Regions from separate parts of the Mus musculus genome. Here regions 2 and 3 are each linked to region 1. The links are chromatin contacts, called in public ChIA-PET and Hi-C maps. All regions are on one chromosome and are shown on one strand. The core of a region is the stretch at or near the end of the contact, and the rest is flanking DNA. Distances in the headings are between cores, read along the strand shown.

Region 1 (3,729 bases), core at 362-2,861:
ATAGCTCTGAGCCCGAGAGTCCCTTGGCTAGCAACGCACCCCAGCAGGTTCTGCATTTTCATCGCCACCTCTCAGCAGGCCGGAGAAATCCAGAAACCCCAAGTACAGTTTACAAGCACCTTGTGTCTTGTTTCTCAGGACTGAAAGCACCAGGTCTTCCCCATCCCACCCCCAAGTGGCCAATACCAGGTTAACAGGACCAGAGGAGGAGGTGGCTGCCTTCCTCCTTGCAAGCCAACAAGAGGAAAAGGGCGGTGGTGCCCCAGTAATGAAGAACCAGGCAGCCTGCACGCAGCCCAAGAGCCTAGCTGCAGCCTTGGGGGCCATCACACCTCGCTTTGGAGCAGACGGCAGGAGTGACGCTTTTTCACCGGAACCCTAGCACGGTCTCGCAGACTTGCTCTGGCTGAAACGCCGGCCTGTCTGCTGCCAGCCTTTTACAGACCCCGGAGGCCTGGGAAGCGAGGACGGGATTTATCTATCACTGGATCAAACTTTCACATTTGCAAGTACCCTCGCTCACATCTTAGCTCAAAATACACGACAAGAAGCAGACTAGTCTAAATGAAGGAGCCTTTTGCAGCCATAACTGGCATCTTGCCTCATTATTTCCCAGGAGACTAAAAATTAAAGCAAAGCTCGCTCTCCCAAAGCTATGCCCCGTGAGCTCAGCAGCGCGTTTCAGCACCTGCTTCGGGGACAGTCGCCATCGAGAGGGAGGGCACAAACTCGCCCAGGTCACCGTGCTCTTCCCTCTCTACCCCAGGCAGTTGTCCTGGCGTCGGGAAAGCAGAGAGCGTCTGCGAACCCCTGCCAAAACACTGCTCCAAACAAAATTATCAGTGGCCATGCCATCCATCTCCTGTGATCTTCTGCATGGTGGGGGGTGGGACGAGGGGGCGTCCTTTATGATCATGGCCAGCCATAAGGGACCTCTACGCCCCACTGATGAAGAAGAGTCCCATGAGGGCCTCGGCCCTCCTCGACCCCGGGGGATTCGGCTGTGTCCCCCGAGACTCGGGCTACCTGTGGACATTAGGGAGGCTTAGGCTGGAGGCGCCCCGCGGCCGTGCACCAAGCGGCCGCCACCACAACGAACCACAGGTCTTTGTGAAGCGTGCTGAGGCACCTCCAGGGAAGACCCAGGAGCTAGAATATCTCTTCAGTTCTGAGACTTTTAGATTTCGCCCAGGGTCTCTCGGAGCTGTCGGGGCCCGGACCGAGGTTCCCCGACGAGGCGCCGCGCCCTCCCGGGGGCCTCGGGCGCCACTTACCGCAGCCGGCGCGCAGCCGGCGCTGCTCAGACGCGGGCTGGGTCCCCGGCGCGGCGCTCGACGGGGTTGGCCAGGCCAAGCGGCATCGCTCGCCCCGGGCTCAGTGAAAGCGCGCCCCGCGTCGCCACCCGCGGGGTCCCGGACCACAGAAGACCCTGCGCGTCTGGGGAGAAAAGGGGGCGCGGCACGGAGCACAAGCCACAGCAAAGCCACCCGCAAGCGGGACCTCGGGTCTGCGCAGTGGGCCCACTGGGTGCAAGACGGTGACCCCCCAACCCTCGCCTGCTGCGCCACGCTGGCCGCACCCACTCCTTCGCAGCAGGTCTCCTCCCGCGCCGGGAGGGGCCGGGAAATCCCGCCCGCCGCCGCCGACGTCACTGGTGCGTCACTGGGGCTCCCACTCCGGGCTCCGCGCGCCCCAAATCCCGGGCCTCACCCAAACCCGCCCTCCCGGGGAGTGCGCAGCCTTGGAGGGTTTATGGCTCGAGGCAGATCCCCAAGTGCAGAGTGGGGACGGCCAGCTCAGGGTACTTCACCTGGGGACACCTAGGGTGCCTCACGCCGAGGAAGGTGGGCGCTGTTAGCGCAGATGCTGAACATCTGGAAATGCGCACCAATCTTACGCAGACGTCGCTAAGCAACGCGGGCAAGACCGCCACCCGGCCAGGCTTGGCAGAACAGCTGCCTCCCAGCCAGTCACAAGGGTGTGAGTGGACAGCAAGGAACTGCTGCCACGGGGAATCCTGGCGACTCCCAACGGTGAGATGGTCATGGCCTGCCAAGCCTCGTCCTAATGGAACTGTGTTTTGTGAGTCTCATTGTAAACCGATGAATTACCAAACTCCTCTTCCTTGAGACGCAGCTTCAGCCACGTCTGTTTTTCAACTCAGGAAATAATACAAAGCCCTCTGAAGACAGAAGCAGAGAAAACATTTCAGGCAGTAAATGCATAAAGAAGGAGGAAACCGTATTACTTCTGTCTGAACACCACTGACAGATTTCTTGAAAATCTTCCTTCCTCCTGTTCACCTTCCCTAACTATCCCTGCAGAAAGTGACACTACACAGGGTGCCTTAGATTTTCGCATATCTATCTGACATGCCTCACAGTACCGTGGACAGAGGTGCACTTAGGCTGCTGAGTGAAACTGCCCAGAGAGGCTGGAAAGACGCAGTGGGGTGGGAAATCACACTGATTGTCTTCACAGTTCCCAGGAGTCCCTTTAGGCCTCAGAATTAAATGACGTCGCAATGATTTAGCCAGTAATATTCACAAGGCAGAGGCTGAGATCCTATAGTCACTACTGTTGAAAATTCAAGCAGCACACAATCGTGTCCACTATTTTTCCTCTTGGATTCACGTCTCCCCTGCAAGCCCTGGCTCGGTTGTACACTCTTTCCACAAACCAGCTGCAGGAAAGTTGACCTTAGGTTTCCTCTCACCAGAATTCTAACGAGTTGTGCCAACTGTTCAACTGCATGGCACTTCAATAGATAAACTCTCCGGTAGACTGGGTGGCTACTGGGACTCCTCCATTTCTCCCAGGCCCCTTCTTGTCAGACCAATATTCAGTCTCTAGGGCTCTGGAGGGAGTTGTATCCTTTTGGGCAGCCTCCTATACAAAGACCCTACCCTCTTCCAGGAGCAGCCCTTCTGGGGGCCAAACGAGTAACACATCGGACCTCTGGGACACATTAAATATCCTAAGTATATCATGATTAAGGATAATTAAAAGCAACGGAGTTGATTCAGTGTTGAGTACAAGGGTAGAGGGGCAGCCGACTCAAAGAGACCAATTGCTTCTGGTACGGCAGACAATAATATCTAAATAAGAAATTATCAGTAAATCTAAATGTAGCTGTGATAACCTCTGATAGGACATATGTGTTCAATTCATATGTGTCAGTCTCAAATTTATTTAACAAGTGGCTCTTGTCAAGATACATATCAGAGCAACAGGAAAGGAATCTAAGTTATTCAACCACTATGAAAACTATAGTGTAGATTTAACTAAAATCTCAGAAAACAACATAAAAAAACCCTTTGGAACTGGATTTTAAAAACGATTTGGACAAGATCAAAATTTGAGAATAAAAAGAAGGCTTCCTGTGATCAGCCAATAGGAGCTGGGTGAGACCAGCTTACTTCACATTGGGAATGAACCAATGCCACGGGATCACCTTTTAAAAACCTACCTCTCATGGGCTCTGCTCACGAGGGAAGAACCTTGCAAGGCTTCAGCAGGAACACTGATCCCAGCCTCAGTCTTCAGAGGCCTGGGCTACAGAATTTCCCTCCAGTAGCAGCAGGGCATGCCTTTTTGCCCATGTCATGTAATGTACAGTGCATTTACATGTTTGTTTGTTTGTTTGTTTTTGTTTTTAGCAACTGTAGCTGCTTCTGTGGTTTTACATTGGACATCACTGGAAGAAATAGAGCCATGCATGTTACTCTG
Region 2 (3,352 bases), core at 127-2,626, 270 kb after region 1:
CACACACACACAGTGTCCTCGATGCAATGCAGTACTTTGCCCCAAGACTGTCCTCCAGCTGGAGGCTACCATCATATTGACCACAAAAGAGGAAACAGTCAGAAGGGAACCAATGGTCTTGAAAGACTCCCAGAGGAGCCCCTCGCTCAGGCCTCAGGACAATAGCAGACATCCAAGAACTCACGATAGACCGAGCTTGTTGCAAACCACATGAGGCTTTATTGGGGAAAGCCAGAGCTCTGGGGACAACTCATATCCCACGCTGGGGTAGAGGAGTCGACCTCGAGGGGAAAGAGGTCCCAGTTTTTATAGGCCCTCGGGAAGAAAGGAGAAGTGGGGGGAGTAGGGGATTCCAGAACTAAACAATGTCTATTCTCAAGAAATGGGTATGGGAGGGGTACAAGGAAAGAGTCTGGTGCAGGTGCAGCAACTCAGGATTGGCCGGGCTGTGGTTGCTGGGGAGATTTTCTGACTCTTTCTCAGCCACCAATATCACAAACACCTGGCAATGGGCTTCATCAGTGGGCACACACATGAGTCAAGGAATGGTCAAAACATTGGCAGACACACAGATTCAAGGAGTGGCCAGAGCATTGTGCACCTCTATTTTTCTAAATCAGTGAAGCTAGTTCTGCTAACACTGACATCTATCTTGCCAATGGGCTTCTGTGACCTTTTACATTCTGTCAGGATCTTTCAGTCTCAACAAAAAACAAAAAATAACTTCATTTGGTTCAGTCAAAGCAACCAGAAGGTTAGAGGTTTCTACGAGCTGAAGAATCATCACAAAAGGCCCTCTGCACTGTCACCATCAAATGATGGTCCTACCTAATACTAAGAACACCGGCAGTCTGGGCTAGGAATGGAGTTCAGTGGTAGAGTGTTTGCCGAGCATGCACAAGGACTCAGGTTCAATTCCTAGTATACAACTGGTGACACCTGAGTGTGCTCTCAAGTGACACTTGAGACTTACAGCCTATTTTTCTTTCTGGCTTTGTTGACCCAGTTTCACTACTTTGAAGAACATGTTGTATTTATAAGATGCTAACGTGTGTTTCTAGTGCCAGTCTCCGAAGGTCTCATACTCGTCCGGGCCAAGCCATTTTATTTCTAGCAAGCTTCATTCAAATTCTTGTTCACTGTTAAAGGTGACTTCCCACGGGAGTGGCCACTTTTGATAAAAGTTTATCCCTTTTAAACTTCTTCCAGAGTTTAACCCCCACTGTGAGGCATGGAGCAGTTTCAGAATAACTAACTCCACCTTTATGTTTTACAGGTCGGCCTTTGGGAGGTGACCAGCATGAGTTAAGGTCATCTTGTGATGCTTCGTGCATTGAGCGGCTCTGACCTCTTGTGGTCACATTTGGAACTGCGTTGGCAAACCAGCGAGATTTCAACTGAGAGGCTAGCTAGGCTGAAAACAGGCTGAATGCTCTCTATGCTCATCGGTGCCCCTCTTGAGAGGCAAGTGTCCAAGAAGCCATTCTCAAAGTTCTCGAGCTTTCTGGCACTTCCATGTCTTAATTTCTGTGCCATCTTAACAAGGATCACTTTGTAGATGTCCCTCTTTCTTGCTAAACTCCTCTAAGATTTTGGCTGTGGCCTTTGAGCTCCACACCCTGGTGAAAGAGGAAATGAACAGAGATAGTTTTGCTACTAAAGGATCCTTAACCTCCCCTTCAGAACTGTGATCTTCAGATGGGTTTGTTCGAGAAGCCTCTAAAAATCGCACGGATGGGGCTGTAGCTCCGTTGGTAGTTAGTTACCTAGCATTCACGAAACTGTGGTTGGATCCCCAGCGCCAGGATCGCACAAAGCCCAGGCTGACCTTGAACTCACTGTGTAGCCAAGGATGGCCTTGAACTTCTGATCCTTCTGCCTCCACCTCCGAAGTGCTTGGATTACAGGATTCGGAGCTAAGAGCTAAGGGTCAAACCCAGGGCTCCACACACATGCTAGCTAGTCAAGCTTACATCCCCCACACCAAACAAAACAAGAAGACCAGAGTTCGATCCCCAGAATCCATGTTTTTAAAATAAGCTGGCCATGGGGGTTGGGAGTCGGGGGAGCCGGCCTGTTGGGGTTGCAGAGGTAGCTCAGCATTTAGGAGCACTAGCTGTTCTTCCAGAGGACCCTGGTTCAGTTCCCTGTTCCCACATGGTAGCTCACAGCTGTCTGCAGCTTCAAGTCCATGAGATCTGGCACCTTCACATACATGCAGGCAGAACACCAATGCACATAAATTTAAAATAAATATATTATTAGTATAATAAATAATAATATAATATAACAATATAATGTAAATAATAATAAAAGTTTGTGCACGCTTTTAATCCCAGCACTTGGGAGGCAGAAGCAAGGCCAGTCTGGTCTACAAATTAAGTTCCAGAACAGCCAGGGTTACACAGAGAAACCCTGTCTCACAAGAGAGAGGGGGTGGGTGGGGAGAAAGAAAAGAGTGACAGGTCATCTGCAAAGTCCCTTCCTGACAGGATCCTAAGGAAAGCCTCATAGTCTTCATAGGACTAGTCAGCTGCGACAATGCCCAGACCAGTATTTTGCCCTTTTTAGGTAACTAGGAAATTTGGCTTTGCAGTAAAACAAAACAACTTTATTGCAATATAAATATAATATAATAAATATGCAAAGCTCATAAGGCTGTACATGACAATTTTTAAATTATAGTAAAATATTGTTATGTAATATATAAACATGTATACATATTGTATACATGTATGTACTACAGAACTGGTGCCATGGCACAGGCCTTAATCCCAGAACTGGGAGATGAGGCAGAAAAATTGTGAGTTTGAGGCTAGCCTGAGCTACACGATGAGCTCTTAACAAAGTAATTAAACAAAAGAGAATATATAATTCAAAAGTTTCCCTTGTAGCTATTTTAAGTGCATACTTCAGTGTCATTAACTACATTTTAAAAATGATGCAGCCCTCCCCAACCTATTTCCTAAAGCTTTTTATCACCTCGAAGACTCTAATTATTAATAATTCCATTCTTCCTCCCTCTACCTTCTGGTGACTTAAAATCTACTTCCAGTTTTGTTTTGTTTTAATTTGCCTATTCTAAGTTCCTCAAGTAAGTGGAATGATCTAATACCTGTCCCTTAGCCACTGGTCTGTTTGTCACCGCACAATGTCCTGGAGGTTTGCCCATGCTGTTGCATGTAGCAGAACTTCCATTTGTTTTCACAGCCAGGCTGTATGTATGTGCAGTATCTGCAGATAACATGTCTCATATGTTGGCAGACCTGTGAGTCATTTCCACTTTTCAGCCTCCATGAAGAATGCAACAAGGAAGATTTGTTTGCTCGTGTCTGTTCCAGCCCTCCTTTCA
Region 3 (3,752 bases), core at 817-3,316, 290 kb after region 1:
ACTACTCGGAGGGAAATTATGTGCAGGGGTGCCACCCATTCACTTGCTTCCTATACAGTGTGAGCTCCTGGTAGGGCCCAGCTGCTCCCATTGACTACACAGACTCTATCACAACCCATGACACAGATCTGTGAATAGAGTAAGGTGGATGCCATGAATGGTGCCCATTCTTTCTTGGCTTTGGGACATCACTAGCTGCTGAACAGACGCATCTGCCCTGCATGGCTATGGTTCCCAGAATGAGAATTTAAAAGGACAGAATACAATGTCTCCAACATGGTCCTAAACCTGAAGTCCCTAGCTATTTCCGAAGAACACCAATTACAATAAAAACCTTAGGTGTCTACTCGTGAATGTGTCAAACTTCTGCCCAATGTGAGCCCAAGGATGCTGGATGGGAGGGAAGCTCAGGAAGAGGCAATGAATAGGCAACAAGGAAAAGGCAGATAATGAGAGGGAACAGAAAAAGGCATTAAACACCAGGAAAGGCAATGGCTTCTGTTCTCTGTGCTGCTGCTGCCACTGTGGGAAATGACATAACTTCTTCCCAGACCAAAGCCCTGGGGGATCCTCAGACTGCTTATCTGCTTTAAGTGTGTTATAAACACTCACTGGAAACTGCCATGAGCCGAGAACCATGAAAGGCCTCAGAGCATGTAGGTGGGAGGGAAGATGAGAATCATTTCTCAGGGAGTTCAGGGGGGTGGAGAAGTGGTTGTTATGGAAACAAAGGAGAGGCTTACTGTTTGTCTTTGCGTCTGTGGTGATGCATAGCTTCATGGAGGGGAATTCATGGTAGAGGAAGATGAGTCACGTCATGGTGACCAAAAAGCAAGATGAGAGGTCCATTGGACTTGCAAACTTTATATGCCCCAGTACAGGGGAACGCCAGGGCCAAAAAGGGGGAGTGGGTGGGTAGGGGATTGGGGGGTGGGTATGGGGGACTTTTTGGATAGCATTGAAAATGTAAATGAGGAAAATACCTAATTAAAAAAAAAAAAGCAAGAATAAGAAGGAGCTGGCGTTCCAGCGCTCCCTCCAATAACCTATGATCTCCAGCCTTACCTCCTAAAGTTCCCTCCCCTGCAATGAGTCCTCTTCCTCTTTCCCCTCTTCTTCATCTGTGTTGGGGATTGAAGCTGGGACCTCACATATGCTAGGCAAACACTCTACCACTAGGCTATATCCCCTTTCTACAACAAAACCAAACAGATAAACAAAACACACTTATTCAATGTGTGTGTGTGTGTGTGTGTGTGTGTAAAACCTTTTGTAATGTATTTCAACATTATCTTTTGAGGTTTATCTATTGCTACAGTCCATTTGTTTTGGCTGTTGCCTGTTACTTCATAGTACAATTTAAACTAAAATTCATCTTTCCATTCTTCTTGTTGCTAGATGTACTGGCTGGTTTGAGGTGTCAACTTGACACAGGCTGGAGTTATCATAGAGAAAGGAGCTTCAGTTGGGGAGATGCCTCCACAAGATCCAGCTGTAAGGCATTTTCTCAATTAGTGCTCTGGGCTGGTAGTCTTGGGTTCTATAAGAGAGCAAGCTGAACAAGCCAGGGGAAGCAAGCCAGTAAAGAACATCCCTCCATGGCCTCTGCATCAGCTCCTGCTTCCTGACCTGCTTGAGTTCCAGTCCTAACTTCCTTGATGATAAACAGCAATGTGGAAGTGTAAGCTGAATAAACCCTTTCCTCCCCAACTGCTTCTTGGTCATGATGTTTGTGCAGGAATAGAAACCCTGACTAAGACATTAGATATTTAGATTGTTTTTTTTTATTATAAATGATACATAAACATTCTTGTACATTTATTTCTAGGGCATGCCCCCTTGGGTATATAACTGGATGTTGGCTTTCTTCTGAGAACAACATTAAATAAATAAGCCATCTTAGCAGATGGCCCTTATTGACATTATCTGTGTCCCATCGCCACATCCCAGACTACAAGTCTAGATCTGTTTCTGTTTAGTAAACAGAGCCTTAAAGATAGGGCAAGGAGTCAGACTTTCTAAAAAATCGAAACAAAAACTTAGACATCTGTTTCTCTTTGAACTGGAGATGTGAAAGCAGCCCACAGAAATGCTGAATGCTGGCTGTTTTAACAGCAGCTGGAACACCTCACTCAGCTCTAGTGGCCAGGACTGCTTCTTTATGTGTCCCTCCCATCAAAATCTGTGGGCAGAGCTATAGCCACAACCTGTAATTTCAGAAACAGAAGGTGGCCCTCTTCTCCTTTAGCAGTGATTTTTTTTAAAGCAGTGTGTGTGTGTGTGTGTGTGTGTGTGTGTGTGTTCATGCACACATGCAAGCCCATGTGAGAGAGCACAAAGAACAACTTGTGAGAGTCTTTCCTCCCACCATGTCTTCAGGGGATCAAGCTCAGGTTGCCAGACTCGAGGCAGCAAGCACTCTGCCTGCTGAGCCACCTCACCACACTCCCACTCTCTTCTTGCTTCTTAGCTGCCAGTGAGGTCCTCAGCTTTGCTCCGTGCTCCCCACCATGAGGTTCTGCCTCACCCCAGCCCAAAGCAACAACCTCGACAATGATCTGACACCGTGACCCAAAACAAAACTTCCCTTCTTCAAGTTGATGTCTTGGGTATTTTGTTCCCTCAGCTGAAAACTGACAAACACAGACACTGGGTATGCCTAGTAGGTTCTGTATAGCTGGCAGCCATCTATGAGCATTTGTTCAACAGTGTTTCCTGAGAGTCTGACCAGTTCCTAGTCTCAAACCTAACCTGGCTTGAGGCTTCTGGGATGCCTACATGCCAAGGAGGGGCCACTCAAGTCTCAGGTAAGCAGCAATTCCCAAGGCTGCATATTCAGGTCAGTAACAGGTGATGTAAAACATTCCATACTTTAGTTAAACCTCCCCCCATCTTGGGCCCTTCATCCCATCTCCCCATCATACATTCCATTCCCCAACACTCCCAGGCTTCTGTTGATCTTATGTCCATGTGGCTAGACCAGACATTTGGTCACATCATCCTGTTTCTGGATGGCATTATTAAGGTTGACATTCTATGTACATTGTTCTTTCTGGCCTCATCCAGTCATGTAAAGACATAAACAGAACACAGACAAACTTGCTCCTCTTCTGAATAAAGAGAACTCTTGCCCAGACATGGTAGCACACGACTTTGATCCCAGCATTCTGAGAGTTAGGAGGATCTCTGTGAGTTCAAGGCCAGTCTAGTTTACATATGGAGCTCCAGGACAACTAGGGCTACATAGTAAGACCTATGAGGGGGGAGGGGATAGAGAGACAGACAAACAGAGAGACAGGGAGACAGGGAGACAGAGACAGAGACAGAGACAGAGACAGAGACAGAGACAGAGAAAGAGAAAGAGAAAGAGAAAGAGAAAGAGAAAGAGAAAGAGAAAGAGAAAGATTGTTTCTGTCTGATAGCCTCCAAACCAGAAATCATTTGTTTCCTATGTTTTTGATCAAACCAAACATAAGCCTTTTCTAGGTCACAAGGCTACTAGCTTCTGGACTGGAATTCGAACATACGCTTTCTTGGTTCTATGGCCTTCACACCTGAACTAAATGGTATTGGCTTTCTTGGGTTCCCTGCTTCCTGAAAACAGATGCTAGGGTTTGACAGTCTTCAAAATGATAAGATTCAATTTCTTTTTTTTAAAGATTTATTTATTTTATGTATGTGAGTACACCATTGCTCTCTTTAGATACACCAGAAGAGGTTAACCATTACAGATGGTTGTGAGCCACCATGTG

The links. A called contact is a pair of places that touch in the nucleus more often than the background predicts. ChIA-PET counts read pairs in DNA pulled down with a chosen protein or histone mark.
Region 2: a Hi-C map of bone marrow-derived macrophages shows a contact between it and region 1, with 36 read pairs. The contact joins the enhancer-like site here to the promoter of Gng4 in region 1. A contact is called at or near these places in 11 of 39 promoter capture datasets (the C10 cell line, the HPC-7 cell line, cranial neural crest and 7 more), 2 of 15 datasets of contacts at CTCF or cohesin (large pre-B cells and pro-B cells), 14 of 484 Hi-C or Micro-C datasets (B cells, the N1E-115 cell line, bone marrow-derived macrophages and 8 more), 6 of 115 datasets of contacts at active chromatin or transcription factors (embryonic forebrain, embryonic stem cells, large pre-B cells and 2 more) and 5 of 9 other capture datasets (adipose tissue, embryonic stem cells, liver and 2 more).
Region 3: an RNA polymerase II ChIA-PET map of memory CD8 T cells shows a contact between it and region 1, with 4 times the contacts expected there. The contact joins the enhancer-like site here to the promoter of Gng4 in region 1. A contact is called at or near these places in 3 of 39 promoter capture datasets (embryonic stem cells, liver and pre-B cells), 3 of 484 Hi-C or Micro-C datasets (bone marrow-derived macrophages and erythroblasts), 3 of 115 datasets of contacts at active chromatin or transcription factors (bone marrow-derived macrophages, memory CD8 T cells and stem cell-derived neural progenitor cells) and 2 of 9 other capture datasets (liver and macrophages).

What each region holds. Positions count from the first base shown.
Region 1 is chr13:13,782,189-13,785,917 of GRCm38.p6, reverse strand. Gng4 (guanine nucleotide binding protein (G protein), gamma 4) reads right to left here and starts at 1,611. Exons shown (of 4, transcript NM_010317.3): 1 at 1,275-1,611.
Region 2 is chr13:13,515,060-13,518,411 of GRCm38.p6, reverse strand. No RefSeq gene overlaps it. Among named protein-coding and RNA genes, the nearest start is that of Lyst, 74 kb to the left of the region's middle. Within about 2 kb of position 1,376, at least 90 of the 459 cell types and tissues checked have an H3K27ac peak or open chromatin away from gene starts, as enhancers often do. A contact at or near this core is called in B cells, the HPC-7 cell line, adipose tissue and 6 more, where this site is marked.
Region 3 is chr13:13,490,630-13,494,381 of GRCm38.p6, reverse strand. The region is part of intron 12 of Nid1 (nidogen 1); the gene reads right to left. Among named protein-coding and RNA genes, the nearest start is that of Nid1, 55 kb to the right of the region's middle. Within about 2 kb of position 2,066, at least 32 of the 459 cell types and tissues checked have an H3K27ac peak or open chromatin away from gene starts, as enhancers often do. A contact at or near this core is called in memory CD8 T cells, where this site is marked.